6 separate regions of the Mus musculus genome follow, and regions 1, 2, 4, 5 and 6 are each linked to region 3. A link is a contact called in public HiChIP or PLAC-seq and promoter capture Hi-C data. All regions are on one chromosome and are shown on one strand. The core of a region is the stretch at or near the end of the contact, and the rest is flanking DNA. Distances in the headings are between cores, read along the strand shown.

Evidence for each region. Promoter capture Hi-C pulls out the DNA fragments that hold promoters and counts their contacts. HiChIP or PLAC-seq counts read pairs in DNA pulled down with a chosen protein or histone mark.
Region 1: an H3K4me3 HiChIP or PLAC-seq map of bone marrow-derived macrophages shows a contact between it and region 3, with 2.3 times the contacts expected there. The contact joins the enhancer-like site here to the promoter of Tmem170b in region 3. A contact is called at or near these places in 1 of 39 promoter capture datasets (hematopoietic stem and progenitor cells), 4 of 484 Hi-C or Micro-C datasets (the G1E-ER4 cell line, liver, nephron progenitors and 1 more), 6 of 115 datasets of contacts at active chromatin or transcription factors (bone marrow-derived macrophages, double positive thymocytes, embryonic stem cells and 2 more) and 3 of 9 other capture datasets (adipose tissue, liver and pancreatic islet).
Region 2: a contact with region 3 is called in an H3K4me3 HiChIP or PLAC-seq map of bone marrow-derived macrophages, with 3 times the contacts expected there. The contact joins the enhancer-like site here to the promoter of Tmem170b in region 3. A contact is called at or near these places in 4 of 39 promoter capture datasets (embryonic stem cells, liver, pre-B cells and 1 more) and 5 of 115 datasets of contacts at active chromatin or transcription factors (bone marrow-derived macrophages, effector CD8 T cells, memory CD8 T cells and 1 more).
Region 4: an HNF4G HiChIP or PLAC-seq map of pancreatic cancer cells shows a contact between it and region 3. The contact joins the enhancer-like site here to the promoter of Tmem170b in region 3. A contact is called at or near these places in 5 of 39 promoter capture datasets (the C10 cell line, liver, neutrophils and 1 more), 1 of 484 Hi-C or Micro-C datasets (bone marrow-derived macrophages), 14 of 115 datasets of contacts at active chromatin or transcription factors (the 230-238 cell line, bone marrow-derived macrophages, embryonic basal ganglia and 7 more) and 3 of 9 other capture datasets (adipose tissue, embryonic stem cells and liver).
Region 5: a contact with region 3 is called in an H3K27ac HiChIP or PLAC-seq map of microglia, with 6 times the contacts expected there. The contact joins the enhancer-like site here to the promoter of Tmem170b in region 3. A contact is called at or near these places in 14 of 39 promoter capture datasets (the 3T3-L1 cell line, the HPC-7 cell line, HPC-7-derived erythroid cells and 9 more), 4 of 484 Hi-C or Micro-C datasets (CD4 T cells and embryonic stem cells), 7 of 115 datasets of contacts at active chromatin or transcription factors (bone marrow-derived macrophages, embryonic stem cells, epiblast stem cells and 3 more) and 1 of 9 other capture datasets (embryonic stem cells).
Region 6: a promoter capture Hi-C map of the SN4741 cell line shows a contact between it and region 3, with 3 times the contacts expected there. The contact joins the enhancer-like site here to the promoter of Tmem170b in region 3. A contact is called at or near these places in 11 of 39 promoter capture datasets (the C10 cell line, the HPC-7 cell line, HPC-7-derived erythroid cells and 8 more), 1 of 484 Hi-C or Micro-C datasets (bone marrow-derived macrophages), 22 of 115 datasets of contacts at active chromatin or transcription factors (the 230-238 cell line, the NIH/3T3 cell line, T-cell acute lymphoblastic leukemia and 14 more) and 2 of 9 other capture datasets (adipose tissue and liver).

Annotation. Positions count from the first base shown.
Region 1 is chr13:42,033,937-42,036,775 of GRCm38.p6, reverse strand. No RefSeq gene overlaps it. Among named protein-coding and RNA genes, the nearest start is that of Gm28707, 12 kb to the left of the region's middle. Within about 2 kb of position 1,350, at least 8 of the 459 cell types and tissues checked have an H3K27ac peak or open chromatin away from gene starts, as enhancers often do. A contact at or near this core is called in bone marrow-derived macrophages, where this site is marked.
Region 2 is chr13:42,094,644-42,097,600 of GRCm38.p6, reverse strand. All of the region lies in intron 2 of Hivep1 (human immunodeficiency virus type I enhancer binding protein 1), which reads right to left. Among named protein-coding and RNA genes, the nearest start is that of Hivep1, 44 kb to the right of the region's middle. Within about 2 kb of position 1,575, at least 114 of the 459 cell types and tissues checked have an H3K27ac peak or open chromatin away from gene starts, as enhancers often do. A contact at or near this core is called in bone marrow-derived macrophages, effector CD8 T cells, memory CD8 T cells and 1 more, where this site is marked.
Region 3 is chr13:41,604,295-41,607,242 of GRCm38.p6, reverse strand. Tmem170b (transmembrane protein 170B) reads right to left here and starts at 1,361. Exons shown (of 3, transcript NM_001163572.2): 1 at 931-1,361. The coding sequence starts at 1,027. It overlaps Gm32184 (a long non-coding RNA gene), which reads left to right and starts at 1,167. Exons shown (of 3, transcript XR_382252.4): 1 at 1,167-1,684.
Region 4 is chr13:41,330,626-41,333,345 of GRCm38.p6, reverse strand. The region is part of intron 2 of Nedd9 (neural precursor cell expressed, developmentally down-regulated gene 9); the gene reads left to right. Among named protein-coding and RNA genes, the nearest start is that of Nedd9, 27 kb to the left of the region's middle. Within about 2 kb of position 1,420, at least 65 of the 459 cell types and tissues checked have an H3K27ac peak or open chromatin away from gene starts, as enhancers often do. A contact at or near this core is called in adipose tissue, bone marrow-derived macrophages and pancreatic cancer cells, where this site is marked.
Region 5 is chr13:41,095,891-41,098,862 of GRCm38.p6, reverse strand. No RefSeq gene overlaps it. Among named protein-coding and RNA genes, the nearest start is that of Gcm2, 13 kb to the left of the region's middle. Within about 2 kb of position 1,257, at least 36 of the 459 cell types and tissues checked have an H3K27ac peak or open chromatin away from gene starts, as enhancers often do. A contact at or near this core is called in bone marrow-derived macrophages and microglia, where this site is marked.
Region 6 is chr13:41,299,487-41,302,186 of GRCm38.p6, reverse strand. No RefSeq gene overlaps it. Among named protein-coding and RNA genes, the nearest start is that of Smim13, 51 kb to the right of the region's middle. Within about 2 kb of position 1,371, at least 8 of the 459 cell types and tissues checked have an H3K27ac peak or open chromatin away from gene starts, as enhancers often do. A contact at or near this core is called in the SN4741 cell line, where this site is marked.

The DNA.
Region 1 (2,839 bases), core at 101-2,600, 430 kb before region 3:
GCCTGGGAGGTTCCTGCAGGTTAGATTTTGCTGCTGAGAAAGCTGCTGTTGCTGGCACTGAATTTCAATGACTTCCTGCAGGCAAACACCTGGAGGCAATTACCTGTGCTTGTCTGCCAGCAGACACGCATACAGTTCCAATGGGAAAGCTATCTGTATGAATTTCAAAGGGGGTGAGGGGTAGATTTGCTTTGTGTAATATTTTGCTTGTGTCTAGGTTAGCCAGTCTAGGAATTTGTCTTTGCCCAATTATGTGTTTGTTAAGCCATTTTTGCCCCTTCACCATAGAACTGGCAAATGTAGACTTTGTTTCACCCGTTCTGCTGCCTGGTGATAGACTTCTTCTCTTTCTTAGTTCACAGGACAATGATAATGAGGGAAGAAATAAGGAAGGTCAGGGAATCTACATTTAATGTAAAATGACAACATTTTAACTTGACATTCTTTAATAATAGACCTGTCATTCAAAAGAAAAAAAAATAGGTCAAGGTTGAGGACAGAGTCACACAGAAAATTTTATTAAACTTTATCGTTAATATTTATGCAGACATAGTGATACTTTCTATACCTAGATATGGTCTCTGGGGGAAAACTGTTATGTTGATCATTATTTTAGCTAAGTGGTTCTTCCTTTAGCTATATCATAAATGTTCTTAATGTAAATGTTGACTTAAATTGCACCTTTAGAAATGTCAAAAATACCATTAAGATGTGTGTAGAGTTAATGTTGTACTGGATAATGCTAATGGAATGTATTTTATGATTTTGTAGACTGGTACAATGAGGCCAATTAGGAATTTATTTTGAATGCAGGCAAACCTCAGTCCTTACTTAATGTCAATTTCTTCTGATTTTATTCTATCCAGGCAAAGCTAAAGATGACTAACATAATATGTAACTTCCTTCCTTCAACAGGACCAAAACATCACACAAACACTTCCCTAACCCCGACCCCTACCTCCACCCCCACCCCATTTCTTTCATTCCTTTTTCTAGACTCTCTCTCGGTTTTATACTTAAAGTATTTGCTTCCATTTTTTTACTCCTCACTCTCCCCATCCCCCTGAAGTTGTAAGGCACCATTGCCTGGAGCTTCTTCCTCCTGCTTAAAAATGAGACCAATCCAGGTCCTTCCAGCACATAGTCTAAATTCCTCCTATACAGGTTACTAATACATAAAAGCGTCTGCTGTATGTATGCAGAAACCCCTGAGAGCTGTAAATAAATCATGTTTTTCTGCAGTTTTAGTGTTATAATTGGTAACTGCTTTGCCCAACAAGAACTTGACGTTAAATAAACCAAGAGTATGACTAGCAATATCCCACAAAATGAAACCACCATGGTGACTCACTAATGATTTAAAATGCTGTCGCATTTTCCCCCAAGAATTACTGTTTAAGAAAAAGATCCACTAGTACAGGACAACTTTAGCATGTTGGTGACACACATGTCATTGCCTCTCTCCCCCTAGCACCCCTCCCCCCTGCACTATTCTGGATTGCTAGAATTCTAATCTGACAAAACTGAAAAACATCTAAGCTTTTCCTTTCTCCTTTTTTTTTCCTGACAGTAAAAGTTCTGAATAAGGAAGGACTTAACAGTTAGCAGTAGCCTAAAATAATAATCGTTTGCTTAGCCTACAATCACGAAGGCACTTGTGGTCTCTACTGGGTTCACATGTGTATCTGGTTGGCTGTGAGTTTGGCTGGGCCTGGCTGGCCTAAGACAGCTTCACTGGGATCGTCTCATATCCTGCTATAGTCACTACCTGTTAAAAAGTGAGCCTGATTATAAGATCGTTGGTCAAAGCAAGTCACAAGACTAACTAAGCAGAAAAAAAAACAAAAAACAAAAAACAAAAAAAAACCAGGATCTAGAACATGATGGGAGAAATTGAAAAATAATGCAAGCAAAGGGCTAAGCAGCCAATGAGAGAAATACTGGCTTTCTGTTTTATATAGTGGAGTTTCTAAGAAACCCATAAAGACCATCAACGATAGGGCACGGCCAATGAAAACAATAACAAATTTCTGAAATGAGTTGTTGGTTTAAAAAACGGCAACTAAGATGGAACAATACAGGAAATCCCTTTTTTAATCACCCACTTCTCTGTTTACTGCAGGAAACAATAGAAGAGGAAAAAAACCAAAAAAACAAAAAACCCTTTAACCTGCAACTTCAGTGTAATTTCTGAGCACATTTAAACCTATTACAGAAACACATAGTAACCAAAAGCAACGATTCTTAAAATAAGACAAGTGGAGTGAGAGTGTTCTAATTTCATACATTTCCCTTAAAGAAAAGTGATTGATTGGTTCTAGACTTGGATAAGTTAGTACTCCTTGTTTGTTTCTTGAGACTAACCACTGTAACGATAATCAATGAATTTATCACTCTTTCAATGTAGTGGAGGGGAAACCGAAGGATGAATCGAAGACCCAGTCAGGAAGAAGGGAAATCAACAATGGTTAAAAAGCAACAGGAAGTAGATAAGGCAATTCATGCAGCACTCAGTAGGATGGAGATTTTAGAACAAAGCATTAACTGCTTCCCAATGTATGCCCAATGACTAGCCCTATTAAAAGATAAAGACGTCCATCTCAATAACATGGGGCAGTGAGCAGGTTAAGTCAGACATCTGAAATAAGGGGTACACATTCTGTTACTAAAAATGAAATGATTAAAAAAATGCTATACAACTGTCAGCTCCCCCAAACCAGTGTTTCTAGGTCCTTGTCTATCAAATTACTATTTAAGGAAAATATGTATTCTTCTTACTAGGTATGAAATGGTACACTTCAATGATAAAATTGTCATTAACTAGGAAGAAACTAAAATT
Region 2 (2,957 bases), core at 326-2,825, 490 kb before region 3:
TATTTAAGATGGTAATTTTTCCTTGAAGTTATTGCAAGACAGATATTATTAAAAGCAACAACAAAAACGTCTGCCAGCCCCAAATGCTCAAATTCTAATGAAGAAGAAAAGAAAAGTGATTTTTTTTTTAATAAAAAAAATGCACCTCAGTAAATCATGTATGTTAACTATAAAAGGAGGGGAAATAGCAAAGGTTCCACAGTGTCAATCAGATACAATGAAATCACCTAGCTACAGCCAGTTACTATGGTCATGTGACAGCACCATGTGGCCACTGTAGTAGCACTGGAAACAGCAGTCATCAGGAACAGTGTGGGAAACCAGAAAAGTGTGCCATACCACACCATGTCAGCTGTGCTGCACACTTTACACATTTACACACATATGTACATATTTATACAAATATGTGTAAATGTTTATGTATAGATGCACATGTAGCTTCATATATATATATACACATATACATATATACATGAACTATTATGAATGACCGATTCTTGTGAGTATATGACCTTCCAATTCTTCTTCAATGAATATAGATGAACACAGTGTCATTTCTTCTGCCATGAAGGGAGCAAGGGACATCATACTGTTCTTCCTAAAGCACAAACCCTCGGATCAAGCTAGTTTTTAGGGGCTCCTCAGGCAAATGACTGAACCAAGTATAACACTATAGAACACTTCAGACTGCCACCAACATTGACAGATAAGTAAATGAATGCCAAACAGGCACTTTTTATGCACTGCTGAGAGCTGAGAGCTATGAGAACACAAAAGTCATTAGCTTTCAAGTGCAGTTCTCTCTCCTTGGACAGGAAAAGGCAAGATGACCCATTTTCCTGGTACTAACCATTGGGGGCTCACATTTCTGCGTGAGGTTAATGAAAATGTACGCCCCTTAAATGTTACTGTTCTAGTGAGAAGCTTGATCAGAGAAAAAAATAATGTTGCCCTTAAATAGCCAACAAGTAGTGTGCTGGTATCAAGATGCTCACCCCCTGCATCTGTGCTGAGGCTGAAAGCCACGGGCCAGCACAGCGGCTTCTCTCCTACACTCCCATGCCTTCCTCATCGCAGGGGAGTTGATAGGGCCGCAAAAGGAAAGTCGTTGTTCTTCTCTCTCCATACATACACACATAACCTTCAGCTGCAGCACCCTGCTGCCTCCCTGGCTGTAGTCAAGGCAAGGTTCTCCCTTTTCTAAGCCCCTGAGAGCCTCTTCACTGTGAGCCAGTGCCTAGTGAGGGAGGGCTTGGGACTCCTCTGCTGGTCTCTCCACAGGAGACAGGCAGGCACTGTATGCTCTGTCAGCACGCAGCATGGCGAACTCACTGAACTTGGTGCTTCCCCTTCCCATGGGCCTCTTCTCCTCACTGTTCACCTCTGTCTACTGCTGCTGCTGCTCTGACCTTCCACAAACCTTACAACAGGAAACACAACTTTCCAGTGAACCAGAAACTGTCAGTAAGAATACAATTTTTTTTAAGACTCAGTACAATTTGACTAGACAGAGCACCAAACAGTCCTGTCCACACACCACAGTAGAGATCAGTAACAAGCCATGCCCCTTGTCTCTCACACTCCGTTCTGAAACACCAAGGGAAATAGGTCACTGCAGAGACTGCCTCCCTTGCCACCTCTGAGGACATGTGGACTAAAGCAGCTGCACGGAAAGTCTCCTGGTCTGCGGGGCGGGTGCTGGAGTCGGGTGGGCGGGCTCAGTGGTTGAGAGCACAGAACACTTGCAGAAGACCTGAGGTTGGTTCCTAGCACTCATGTCAGGAGGCTCACCGTCATCTGTAAATCCAGTTCGAGGGCATCTGACGGCTCTTACCCACTTGGGCATCTGCACACCTATACACATATCCACAAACCGGCATGTAAATACACATGTAGTTTAAAATGAAATCCTTAAAGCTGCAAAATATAAAGGCATTTAATCCAGCTACAGGAAATGCAGTTTTTCTAATAATGAAAACCACAATTTTTTTCAAAGATGTGGTAACGAGATCTTTACTTCACCCCTCGAGGTCAAGTTCTAAGCCCAGGTCTTAGGGCAACACTCCCAGCCACTTCAACACCAATGGCACATCACAGCACTGGCTACATCACAGCACTGGCTACATCACAGCACTGGCTACATCACAGCACTGGCTACATCACAGCACCGGCTACATCACAGCACCGGCTACATCACAGCACCGGCTACATCACAGCACCGGCTACATCACAGCACCGGCTACATCACAGCACCGGCTACATCACAGCACCGGCTGCATCACAGCACCGGCTGCATCACAGCACCGGCTGCATCACAGCACCGGCTGCATCACAGCACCGGCTGCATCACAGCACCGGCTGCATCACAGCACCGGCTGCATCACAGCACCGGCTGCATCACAGCACCGGCTGCATCACAGCACCGGCTGCATCACAGCACCGGCTGCATCACAGCACCGGCTGCATCACAGCACCGGCTGCATCACAGCACCGGCTGCATCACAGCACCGGCTGCATCACAGCACCGGCTGCATCACAGCACCGGCTGCATCACAGCACCGGCTGCATCACAGCACCGGCTGCATCACAGCACCGGCTGCATCACAGCACCGGCTGCATCACAGCACCGGCTGCATCACAGCACCGGCTGCATCACAGCACCGGCTGCATCACAGCACCGGCTGCATCACAGCACCGGCTGCATCACAGCACCGGCTGCATCACAGCACCGGCTGCATCACAGCACCGGCTGCATCACAGCACCGGCTGCATCACAGCACCGGCTGCATCACAGCACCGGCTGCATCACAGCACCGGCTGCATCACAGCACCGGCTGCATCACAGCACCGGCTGCATCACAGCACCGGCTGCATCACAGCACCGGCTACATCACAGCACTGGCTACATCACAGCACTGGGGCCTAGAGGGCCACCAAGTGACCCACCGGGGAGGAAT
Region 3 (2,948 bases), core at 112-2,611:
GCAATGCCGTTATATTTTTCTCCTTGAACATATGAACCCTGTATCATGCCAGATTTTGCCTATAAGTATACTACATACTATTAATTTGCTATCACACAGATTTTGAAATAGTAACGTTCAATTGGAGTTAAGACATTTTAAAGAACTGAGTTTTTGTTTGGGGTTTTGGTTGTGGTTTCACAAAAGCAGCTACTCCGGAGTCAAACTGTTGACCCTACTGCTTTCCAGTCAATATTACTCTTTAGACGCTATTTTTAAAACTCGGAACTCAAAAGAGTTTAAGCACTTCCACACTGAGAAAACCAGAAGTTTCTTCACAAGCAAACCTGCATATGAAATCATATTATGTGTACTAATGCTTACTCTGACAACCTGATGCTATAACGTAGCTAAACCCCATTCCCAATCACATTGATTAATGAAGGGAAATACACAGAATTCTCCAATTTCACAAATACAGCAACTTGAAGCCAGGAGACAGCCAGACAAAAGGAAATAGCAGAGAAGACAACTGTTTCGACTGCTCTAGACCTTGGTCCAGCCCCTGACCCCGCTATTATCTACTTAGTCATATCTCTCTCTCTCTCTCAACAAATAAAGGAACGAACGGTCGGTCCACCGTGATCACGGTGAGCAGGCAATAGGAGTACTGCAATTGGTTTGACATCTGTCAGCAAGAAAAAGGGCTAAACCAGGAAAGAAAGACTAAAAAAGATCGAAACTGCAAGAAGCGGTGTATGTGCGTGCGCGCGCGCACGGGGAAAGGCGGGGGGGGGGGGGGGGGTTAATGACAGAAACATGAACTGTGATCCAGTCGGGGCACTGGCGCGACTCGCGCGTGCTCCAGCGGCCCGCACCGGGCCGGGTTTGCGGACGCCCCGAACACCCGTGGAGTGGGTCCCCCACCGCTCCCTCCGCCCGGCGCATTACCCGTGAGGTTCCTCAGCACCGTGCCATGGGCCCAGAGGCTCAGGACCTGCTGCACCGACAGGTTGATCATCGAGTGGTCGGCGCCCTCCGCCCTCATCGTCCCCGCGGGGCGGCAGCGGGGCGCTCCGGGGGGCGCCGCTCGGCGGGTGTCGCAGGCAGCGTCCTCCCCGCCGGGGAGACATCGAGGAGCGCTGGCGGGCGAGGCCTGGGGCCGCGGGAGGGACCGCCGCTCCCGCTCAGGGCCCGCGTCGCGCCGCGGGGGCCCGCCACGCCACGAGGCCCGGGTCACGCCGTGAGGCCCGCGCGGAGCGGCAGCCGGCAGGGGCAGGCCGCGAGACGAGGCTCATCGCGGGGACGCGCGACGAGGCAGCGGCGCCCGGCCGCGGCACCTGCCGCCCGCCTGCCGCTCGGCCTTTGGGTAGCCAACACTCGAGGAGCCGCCCCCTCCGCCCGCGACCGCCCCGGGGCGCGCGCATGCGCGTGTCCGCTCCTCGGCCCCGCCTCCCCGGGGGTGAGCGGCTGCGCACGCGCACTGCCTCCCCCCCGCTCCTCGCGCGCGCGCGCGCGCCGCCCTAGGCACCCGGGAGCTCAGGCTGTCGTCGGCTCCCAGCGTCCGCCCGCAGTGGGGCGGAGGGAGCGCCACCTACGTCACTGGCGCCACCGCTGGGTCTCGCCGCTCATTGGCTGCTCCGAGGGAACAGACTCCAAGCCCCTCGCCCCCTCCTGACTGCGCGCCCCCGGAAACCTGAAACCGGTGAGCTGGGCGGGGATGAGAGAGCTGTGTATAGGTCCCGGGAGCTGCCAGGATTTTTGGAGCCTGCGCTTCGCTGCTCCAGATCCTTCCCTCTCCGTGAGGGCGTCTGCGAGCAACTTTTTGCAAAGGTGTAAATGCTCAAGATTTCATTTGTAGGGTTGTCTGAGAGTGCGTCCAGTGACCTGGATACGCCCCTCCCTTTGCTAAATCTACTAAAACAGAAATAGATCCTCTTTGTCATTTCAGCCAGTCTTCTGGCCGGCCAGCAGTAAAATACGAACTCCCCTTAGCTGCAGGATCTGAAACCACTTATTGACGCAGGGCCCCGTAGGTGTCCGAATGAATCCTCCTGGCCAAGGCTGGCTCTAGCGCTTCTTCCAGATAGGACTCTTTTCATCTAAAATTGTGAATCTCCCCAGCACTTAAACTAACTCAGCTTCGTCTCCCTGTCCTTCAAATCCAAGGTCAGCCTCAGAAGCATCTTAACTCCAGTTATGCTAGTTACAGTCTTCCTTGATGTTTGAAACCTTTTAACTTGAAATTAAAAAAAAAAAAATCGTGTTTGCATAAAAAACGTTAGTGCTCCTCACCCCATCCCCCTCGCCCAATTCCATCTTTTTCCAAATACTCTGCTGCTAAAGTTTACAGAAGGAAGTGAAGAAAGAATAGCTAAGCCAATCAAGTGTTTTTGCCCAGTAACTGAAGATTCGAATTGCCTAAATATTGTTGCTTTTGGTGAGCACCTTAAAAATGACAATAATGTATATGCAGGTTTATATTTATGCATGTTTTTGTTTTGCTCCCACAATATAGAAAAAAGTTTGGGCGTCATTAAGAGGAACCGTACTAAAACCTACTATGGTGTAGGGTTCAATGGCTGAATTAAATGTCAATTCAGGAGTATAGACTATCAGACATAAATGAGTTTAACATCAAATTCATTTTAGATAAAGAAGGGGCTTCATTTCTTTCTTTGTTGTTGTTGTTGTTGTTGTTGTTCTTCTTCTTCTTCTTCTTCTTCTTCTTCTTCTTCTTCTTCTTCTCCTATTTTTTTAAATTCTTCCTGGCAGCCATAGTATATGTCCTATCTTTCTAGTCTGAATTAAAGTTCAGAATGGGAAGTTAACCTCATGGTGCTGCGAAGGGATTTAACATTATTAGGTAACATGAGCACATTCACTGACAGATATAGCCAAGCCTCCGAAGGACATGTTAAACTCTCCTGTCGTCAGCTTACAAAATGAACCAGAAAACCTGCTTAACT
Region 4 (2,720 bases), core at 171-2,670, 270 kb after region 3:
TTTTGATTATTCTTTTCTTTTCTTAAATGTATTTATTTATTCACTTTACAACCCAATATCAGCCCTTCCTCTCCTCCCAGCTAATTATTCTTTAAAAAAAACTATTTATTTAATTTGGTTTCTTTTAAAAAAAAAACATATATTTATTTTCTCTGTGTGTGTGTGTGTGTGTGTGTGTGTGTGTGATAGCAATGTACCATGGATGTCAGAGAACAGCTCAAGCGGAGTGGCTCTCTCCTGCCAGGAGGGTCCCTGAGATTAAACTAAGGTCTTTAGGCTTGATGGCAAGCACCTTCACCCACAGAGCCAGCTTGTCAGCCTTGATGGTTGTTCTTTAGCGTTAGCTTGGACCCTAACCAACAGGATTTTATGTGCCCTGACTCCTTCTGAAGATTAATTTGGAGCTACCTTCTGACTCTAGGAAGCCAGGAGCCACGGTACCCACTTCTGCCGTAGATCAATCTTGCAGCTAAGAACCCACACACAGATCAGCATGGTGAAGGAATGAACAAAGTGGGAGCAAGGAACAAAGGGGTAATGCTCAGTTCACCTCAAACTACCAATGGTGATTCCGAGCTGCTCACTCAGCCAGTCTCCTCCTGCCCACACCTTCCCCAACAGCTCCTGATAGACAACAGAACAGAGCTTCCTACCACGAGGGTCCTGCAAGGGCACCACTTATTAACTGTCCTTAAATAGTAACTGGATACCAAAGCAAATAATGATTGATGTGAATTTCGGCTTTCCGGATCGGGGTATGACTCTGTAAAAGAGCACTTGTCTAGCACACATGAGACCCTAGATTTCATTTAAGCCAGGCACGGTGGCATGTGCGTGTAATCCCAGCTCTCAGGGAACAGAGGTACGTATTGGGAGTTGCCTGACTTCTCCCCCCCCCCCCCCGCCCCAGTATAGACTGCAAAACTGGTAAACTCTTTCATTGTCTCCTAGAGGGAAAACATATACTTGGTATAGTGGTTCTCAGAGCAGCCTCTGTGGGTTCTATGAGACCTACAATCCCTTCCCTCCTATATTGTGTTTTCAAACCATCCGTCTCTTAAAACTCATCTCCAGTCTAAAGCTTTCTCTTGGCAACCCAGTATTCTCTTCCCATTTTCTGGTCCCATCGTATGTGCATACCTCACTGATGCCATGGAGCTCATGGGTCCATTGGAAATGGGATAAGCTGCTGTCATGGCCTTGGCTGGGGTGCGCACCGTTTGGTGGTGGCTACTTAGAATACTTAAGTATTGTTGAGCTCGGCCAAGCCCTGTGGCATCATCTCTAAGGTGGGCAATTCCAAAACAGGGCATAGACAAATGCTGGCAGGAAGTGACTCAAAGGCTTTTAGGCAGGTCTTCCAGGCTGGTTCCTGAAAGGTAGCAGAAGATCCTGAAACTTATGCTGCCTCTGCCTTCTTAGACACTGAATCATCACAGCGCACATGTACATGCACATACACACAGACACCCATGGCTGCTGCCATGGGAACCAGAGACTTCCCTTGTTGGCATGTGAAGCCTTTTGAAATCAGTTGACCATAACAACCTCAGATACCAGCCACCTAACTGCTATAGATATTAAGCAATATTATTTTTGTCTACTAACAAGGAAAAAAATAGATTTAGAGGAAATTAGAGTTGCCGGAAATGACAAACTCTGACTTTTCACCTCCCTTTTCTTTGTTCCCTGTTGTCTGTGTGTCTCTTTGTTTTTCTCTGCCTTTCTGTTCTCTATGCTCTCCCCATCTCTATCTCCCATATATACAACTTAAAAAGTTAATTCCAGGGCAGAGGACACCCCCCCCCCAGTTTTTTCTTATGTAAACTCAATGAAGTACAATTACGTCCCAAAATTGTAGATTTCTATATGAAAATAAACCTAATAAATATATCTAACTGTCTAGTTTGTAAAACTGTCCAAAGAACTGAGATGTCACCTAAATGTCCCCCCTGAAAAGTCAAGGTACATTTTATATCTTCCACAGCCTTGGAGGTCCCCAAGCAGTGAAGGGAGGGACTTGCTAAGCTTACCCTGACCTGAAAGGCACTGTTCCCAGACAGTCACCCACGCCAAGGGAATGAGCAAACCCTCACACCTCCTTAACTGAACAAAGGTCCTCTTTGTTTGGTCAACACCAACGTCTTCAGATTTCAGCCACAGTCTGTCATAAAGCTCATAGATAATGCATATTTCTGAGGGGGCGTTTGTAACTTGTCACTCACCCTTACCAAGGCAACAGAGGTTAGTTAGCCTTCCCCTCCCACTGATTGCAAAGTAAGTGACTGCTTATCACAGTGAGTGAGAGGCAGCCTGCCACAGGACACCCCACTGCATGGATAATACTTTCTGAAGGAGGGAGGGCAGGAACACTGCTTGTCTTATTTAATGATAAAACTTGTTGGATCATCTTATGTGAATCCGTCTCAAAGACACAAGAGAAAGGGAGAAGACCAACTCGCCAGAGTGCATTCTACAAAATTCGGGGCTGGAAAATGTCAGAGGCCAAAAACACTCTGTTCTAAGTAGCAGTACCTTAGTCATTGTGTCAGGGTTACAGCCAGCAGGCATGCCCGACCTTTGATGTTGTGAAACGTCAGTGCCATCTACAAGTGTCTTGGGCCACACTCGTGGCTATCCTGGGATACACTCAGCTCGCAGATTGCAGTTTGCACATGGCTGGTACTAGAGGTGTCCCCATCTGTGTGAGAAGTCCAGGT
Region 5 (2,972 bases), core at 8-2,507, 510 kb after region 3:
CTTAGCAGCTGGATGAATTACACAATCGGAATACCAGGTACAGCTTGAAAGTGCTTTGTACAGTTAATTCCATCATGTGCCAGGACCCTCCACTTCACGCTAGACATCTTTCAGTTCGAGGACTATAGCAGTAAAGGAGCACATCCAAGTCCTTCCCTCAGCTGAGCTGACATTCTGTTCGCGAAGACTGACCACGACGCAAACAATTGTCAGCAAGAAAATACACAGATGGCACACAGCGATGACTGCTAGGGAAGGAAGTGAAGTGGAAAAGGCGCTGTGGCTTGAGTATGTCCCCTAGTGTGATAACGCTAAGAGGTGAACCGGCTATGGGCAGATTTGATACCGAGGGCTGTGCCTCAGGACTGACTTCCTGTTTGTATCACTCCAGCCGATTTGCTTTCTGCCATAGCACAAAGGTCTTCGCCAGATGCCAGCTCCTTGATACGGAACTTTCCAAGCACCAGAACCGCGAGAAAACATTTTCATTTTAGACGTTACCCAGCCTGCAGTATTCTTTTGTAGCAATATAAAACAGCCTGAGAGGTCAGACATGGTGGCACACACTCGGCCCTTGAGAGGCAACAAGTGTTGATCTCCTCAACAAGTTCAAGGTCAGCCTTGAACACAGTGAATTTTAAGCTAGCCAGGGCTATGCAGGGAAAACCTGTCTTTAAAAACAAACAGGTGATGGGAAGTTGCGTCAGCAGTTAAGAGCACTGACTGCTCTTCCAGAGGTCCAGGGTTCAATTCCTAGCACCCACGTGAAAGCTCAAAAACTGTCTGTAACTCTGAGATTCAACACCTTCATGCAAGCAAAGCACCAATGTACATAAAATAAATATCTCTTCATTATTAAAAACAAATAGCTGGAGAAAGGGAATTAGAAGTATGGGCTGCGGGAGGAAGCAGAGAGGTCTGAGCACCCAGGCAGAGACCTGGTGAGAATGCGCATGTGCGGGCTGGAACTCAGCTCTAGTCGAACATTTGCGGAGAGAAGTAAAACAGGAAGTGGAAGTAGTCGTCACTTTTCTGGTGCTGAGACAAATACTGTGATCAAAACCAACATAAGGAAGAGTTTTGCAATTCCTGAGGAATAAATGTCCATAATAGCAAGGAAGGCAGGCATGGCAGAGGAACAGGAAGCCGAAAGACTCTTAATTTACAATATGCTTGCAAAGAATTATCAGTCGCAAGCTCTGAGGCGGCCATGTGATGACATCTTCTTCAGGATTGCTTATCTTTGATGAGATTAAAAAGGTGCTGTCTCCAGGAAGCGAGAAGCTTCGAGGTCACACCCTGTCTGGGTAGTCGCCGTGTCCCGACGATGTTCTGCCTGCCTTTGATAAGAAAGATAATGACACTTTCAAAGCAGACTACTGAACACTCTGCCCTGTGATGGGAACTGGAAGAAAGAAAAAAAAAAAATCTCTGTGAAGATTTAACTACTGACTGTTCCAAATGTAGTGGCTCTAAGGCTGTGATCTCAGCACGTGGACACAGAGGTAAAGTGGGTCCTGTCCCAAAGCAAAACAAAACAGAATTGATGACTGAACATGTGATTATTTGAGAATAATATAAACCCATTTGTCTATTTTTCTAGTTTGTTTGTGCCCTAGGGGGTCTTTTTTTTTTTTTAAGCCATTGCAGCATCTGATTTTGATTTGGACTTTTTGAAGAGCTTATAGACAGAGACGAATGTAAAGAGGGTTGTCTGAAGAACGGTGACTATAGAAAATGGCTGCTGAGCTTGAGCTTGCATTGAGGGCGTGAATCATGTGAGTCGCTGGGTCACAGGTTTGAACCTAGCCGGCATTCCATGGTGAGATCTTACCTCAAGACAAAGTGATAGTAACAAATTCCCACAGGTTGAAAATGAGCCACCCAGAATGAAAATGAGTGCTTAAAACAAAAATCAGCTTTTCCGGAAGAGACGGAACGTGGGCTGGGGCTACAGCTTAGCGGTGGAACACTTACTTACCAGCATGTGTGAGGTCCTGAGTTCAATTCCGAGCTATATGGGGCGGGGCATGAAAGAGACTTCAACAAGTGATTCGTATAGAGGGTACATGTGTAAAACATTTCTAGATGTGTAAGTAGGTAGGAAGATAGCTCAAGGTTATGAGGGAAAGCTGCCAATAGAAAGTCATCCCAGATGTTACAGATGTTGAGAGTAACAACAAGAACTTGGCAACGGCTGTTAAAATTCTCAAAGACTGAAAAAGCACCCATTGTCACAGCCACTAAAGATACAGGGATTTCAGTGGGACGCTAAATTGGCAGTGCTTTCAAAGGTCCAAATTAAGCAAGAAGTCACAACAGAGAAGGAGTTTTGTAAAAGCACAAGCAGCAAGAACAGAGAGACACAGGGGGAGAATCTCACTGAACTGACGGCGGAGGTCCACCGTGCATCCCTCTGACAAGGGAGCCAGGGATATAGGCCAATCTGATTAAAGACACTCAAATGATACGGATAAATATTTCTCAAAAGCAGATATAACAGTGGCCAATGTGCCTAATGTGTAAACAACAACAACCACCAATGATCAGCATCAGGAAAAGAAACTGAAAACTGCATCAAGATTTCATCCTAGCCTGGGTGGAATGACTGTAGACACATCAGCAGCAACAGCAACAAAAAGGAACGTGGGCCAGATGCAGAGGAAAGAGAAGTCATATGCTTATATATAATGTAGTGATGTATATAGTAATATATATACATATATATATCACTATAAAAATACTATAAATATCACTACAATATATGTATTTATTTTAATATTATATATAACTATCATTATACAGTTCTATAAATATAATACTTTTATAATTATAATTTATAATATGTACATTATACTGTTTTCATTATATATAATGAAAATATTATATATATATTTATGTATATATATGGATGTGAATTTTCATGGCCCTTATGGGAAACAATGTAGAGAATCCTTAAAAAGCCTAATATA
Region 6 (2,700 bases), core at 122-2,621, 310 kb after region 3:
TTAAATATAATAAATAAAAACAAAAATCTCTTCAAAGGGCAGGATGCCCATAAGCTATTGCTGTATTGTTTCCCTTTGTGGAAGCACATTTCCATGACGTGTTAGTTATTTTTGCATCAAGCAGAAACAACTTGAGAGAAGAAAGCTTAGTTGAAGACCATGGTTTCAGAGAGCTGCAATCCATCACACTAAAGACGGTATGGAGAGAAGACTATGGCAGACGACCAGGAAATAGAATAGACCCAAGGGACAAGGTCAAAGGCTCGCTCTGACAGCCAGGCTCTGTAGCCTTCCAAACAGGGACCGTGCTGCTACTGAGCTTCCAAGAGATGAGTCTGCAGAGGACTTTCAGACTGACAGCTGACAGCAGAGATGCCTCTCCTGTAGCTGGATAACTGTAGTCTCCATGTGGTGTGTGCGAGAGCTAAAGTTAACCTGTAAGCCCCAAGGACGGGTCACCTCTTGAACAAGGGTGGTTGCCTCACCGGCACAGGACGTGCTTGGTCACATATATGCAGGAGGCACATACCTCCTAGTATGTCAGGGTGTATGCTTGCCCCTGATTGAATGAAGATGGGATGTCCCTACCTTGTGAGTTCTGCCTTGATGAGCACCCGACTAATCTAGCACAGTGCCACTTCCTGGGAATCCTGGGTATGAACCTGGCCCGTGTCCATCCTCCTGGCCAGTACTAAATAGACACTCTCGGATTTGGGCTTCTTGCAGTGTTCAGGCTTAACAGTGTATCCACAGCTCCTGGTGGACTCTTTGTATTGCTTTGCAAAGAGGGCATACGCAGAGCCAGCCTACCTCTGGATTTAGTTTTCATGTGAGTCTGATGTTAATCACCCAGGCACTGTCTCAACCCAGCCAGGACATTTGTTACCCACTTGATCTCGGGACTTCTGTGCATCACAGCCTTTGAACCAGGATACCAGCAGGTAAAATAGACAGAAAGCCTGCAGAAGGCTAGCCAGAGAAGGAAAGGTCTATTACCCATGAGCAAATTATAAGGATATATGTGTGTGTGTGTGTGTGTGTGTGTGTGTGTGTGTGTGTGTTTTGTTTCTTCTAAGAAATTGATCTGCCTTTTCTCTTTTTTAAAAATAAAATTTTCCTATAGAAATTGGATTTTTGTAGCTAATGGCTCACGTATTTCCATTTTCTCTAACTTACTATCTAGGTCAAAGGCAACAACAATGCCCAGTGTACTGGCCATCCCCATAGTTTGAACACCTCACTTCTAACTTTTCTCTTTAATCATTTCTACCTGAATTATTCTTTATACTTTCTCTTTAGCTACCCCACACACACCTTGAGTCACTTGCAATTATGCACATAGGCGTGGCTTCTACTTACACAGAATCAAATGTTCAGTGCTAGCCGGGGCTGGACTTGCAACTCATAGCCAATTCTCCCACCCCAAGAGGACTGGGCAGAATAGTTCATTCTCTCTCACCTTTCTTTTCTCTCTTCCCCTCCCCCACACTTTGGCTGATACCTGGGATTGAACCTATGCCCTCATGCATGCTGCCCAGGCACTCTCCCACTGGGGTACAGTGTCCTAGACTGTGCATCTACCTTGTCATTTGCACACACACCAGCCTTGCCCTGTAGCTTCCTTCAGAGTCTAATGTAAACCCAGCCAGACTTCCCTCTTGCTTATCGCCTGTCAGCCTTCAAGGAGGTACTACCCTCCCCTCAAGTCTGACCACCAACATCTTTTAATATAGTTTGCTCTCAAAGATGTCCACAGAGGTGGGATCTACTCCTTTTCCTTTCAGGGCATGCCTTCGGCCACTTTAATAATTTCACAAATGCAAGCTTGTGTCATCAGAGCCTGCAAACATCCAGACCCAGATGCTCTGGCTGGATCTAAGCGCTAACTAAATGCCTGTGACATGGGTCAGCCTTTGTCCCTGCAGCAGGCTGAAGACTGAGAGAGGGTGTGGCAGCCCTTGTCATCTTAAGAGCAAGTGCTCTGAGCCCTCACGGGTGCTAATCAGGAAACGTACAAGCTATGGCACAAGCTCAGCAAGGGTATGACACAGTAAAGGGAAACAACAGCTGGAACATCTTATAAAACCCATCTGGAGATGGGCAGCCAGGCTGTTTACCTGGAACTCACATTGGATGGAATAGAATGGGTGGAGAAGGCTTTGGGATGGGAGATCAGTTCATCTAGATTAGTACATGGCACTTCTGCACTGATGGGGGTTAAGAGCCTGAAACGTTCATAGGTAAATAGGGCAGTGGTTCTCAACATGTAGATCATGACCCTTCTGGGCTTAAATGGTAGATATCCTACATAGCAGATATTTACATTACAATTCAAACCAGCAGCCAAATTACAGCTATGAAGTAACAATGGAATGATTTTATGGTTGGGAGTCACCACCACATGAGAAACTGTATTAAAGTGTCACAGCATTGGGAAGGTCAGAAACCATTGTAATAGGGTATAATAACCCTAGTGGACATAATGCCACATGATTTAAGTCGCTCCACACATCTGTCAGCTGGCTGATTAATGGATCAACTTTTCTTATCTCTTTCTTTCTCCATCCTCCAGCCTTTGCAATTAGGTTGAAGACATTAGAATCCATTATTGCTGTTGTTGTTAATGATGTTATCATCTCACATACCTCACCTCTGCATGACTGGAAGGAAACACACAAACACACTCCTATCTCCTATAGA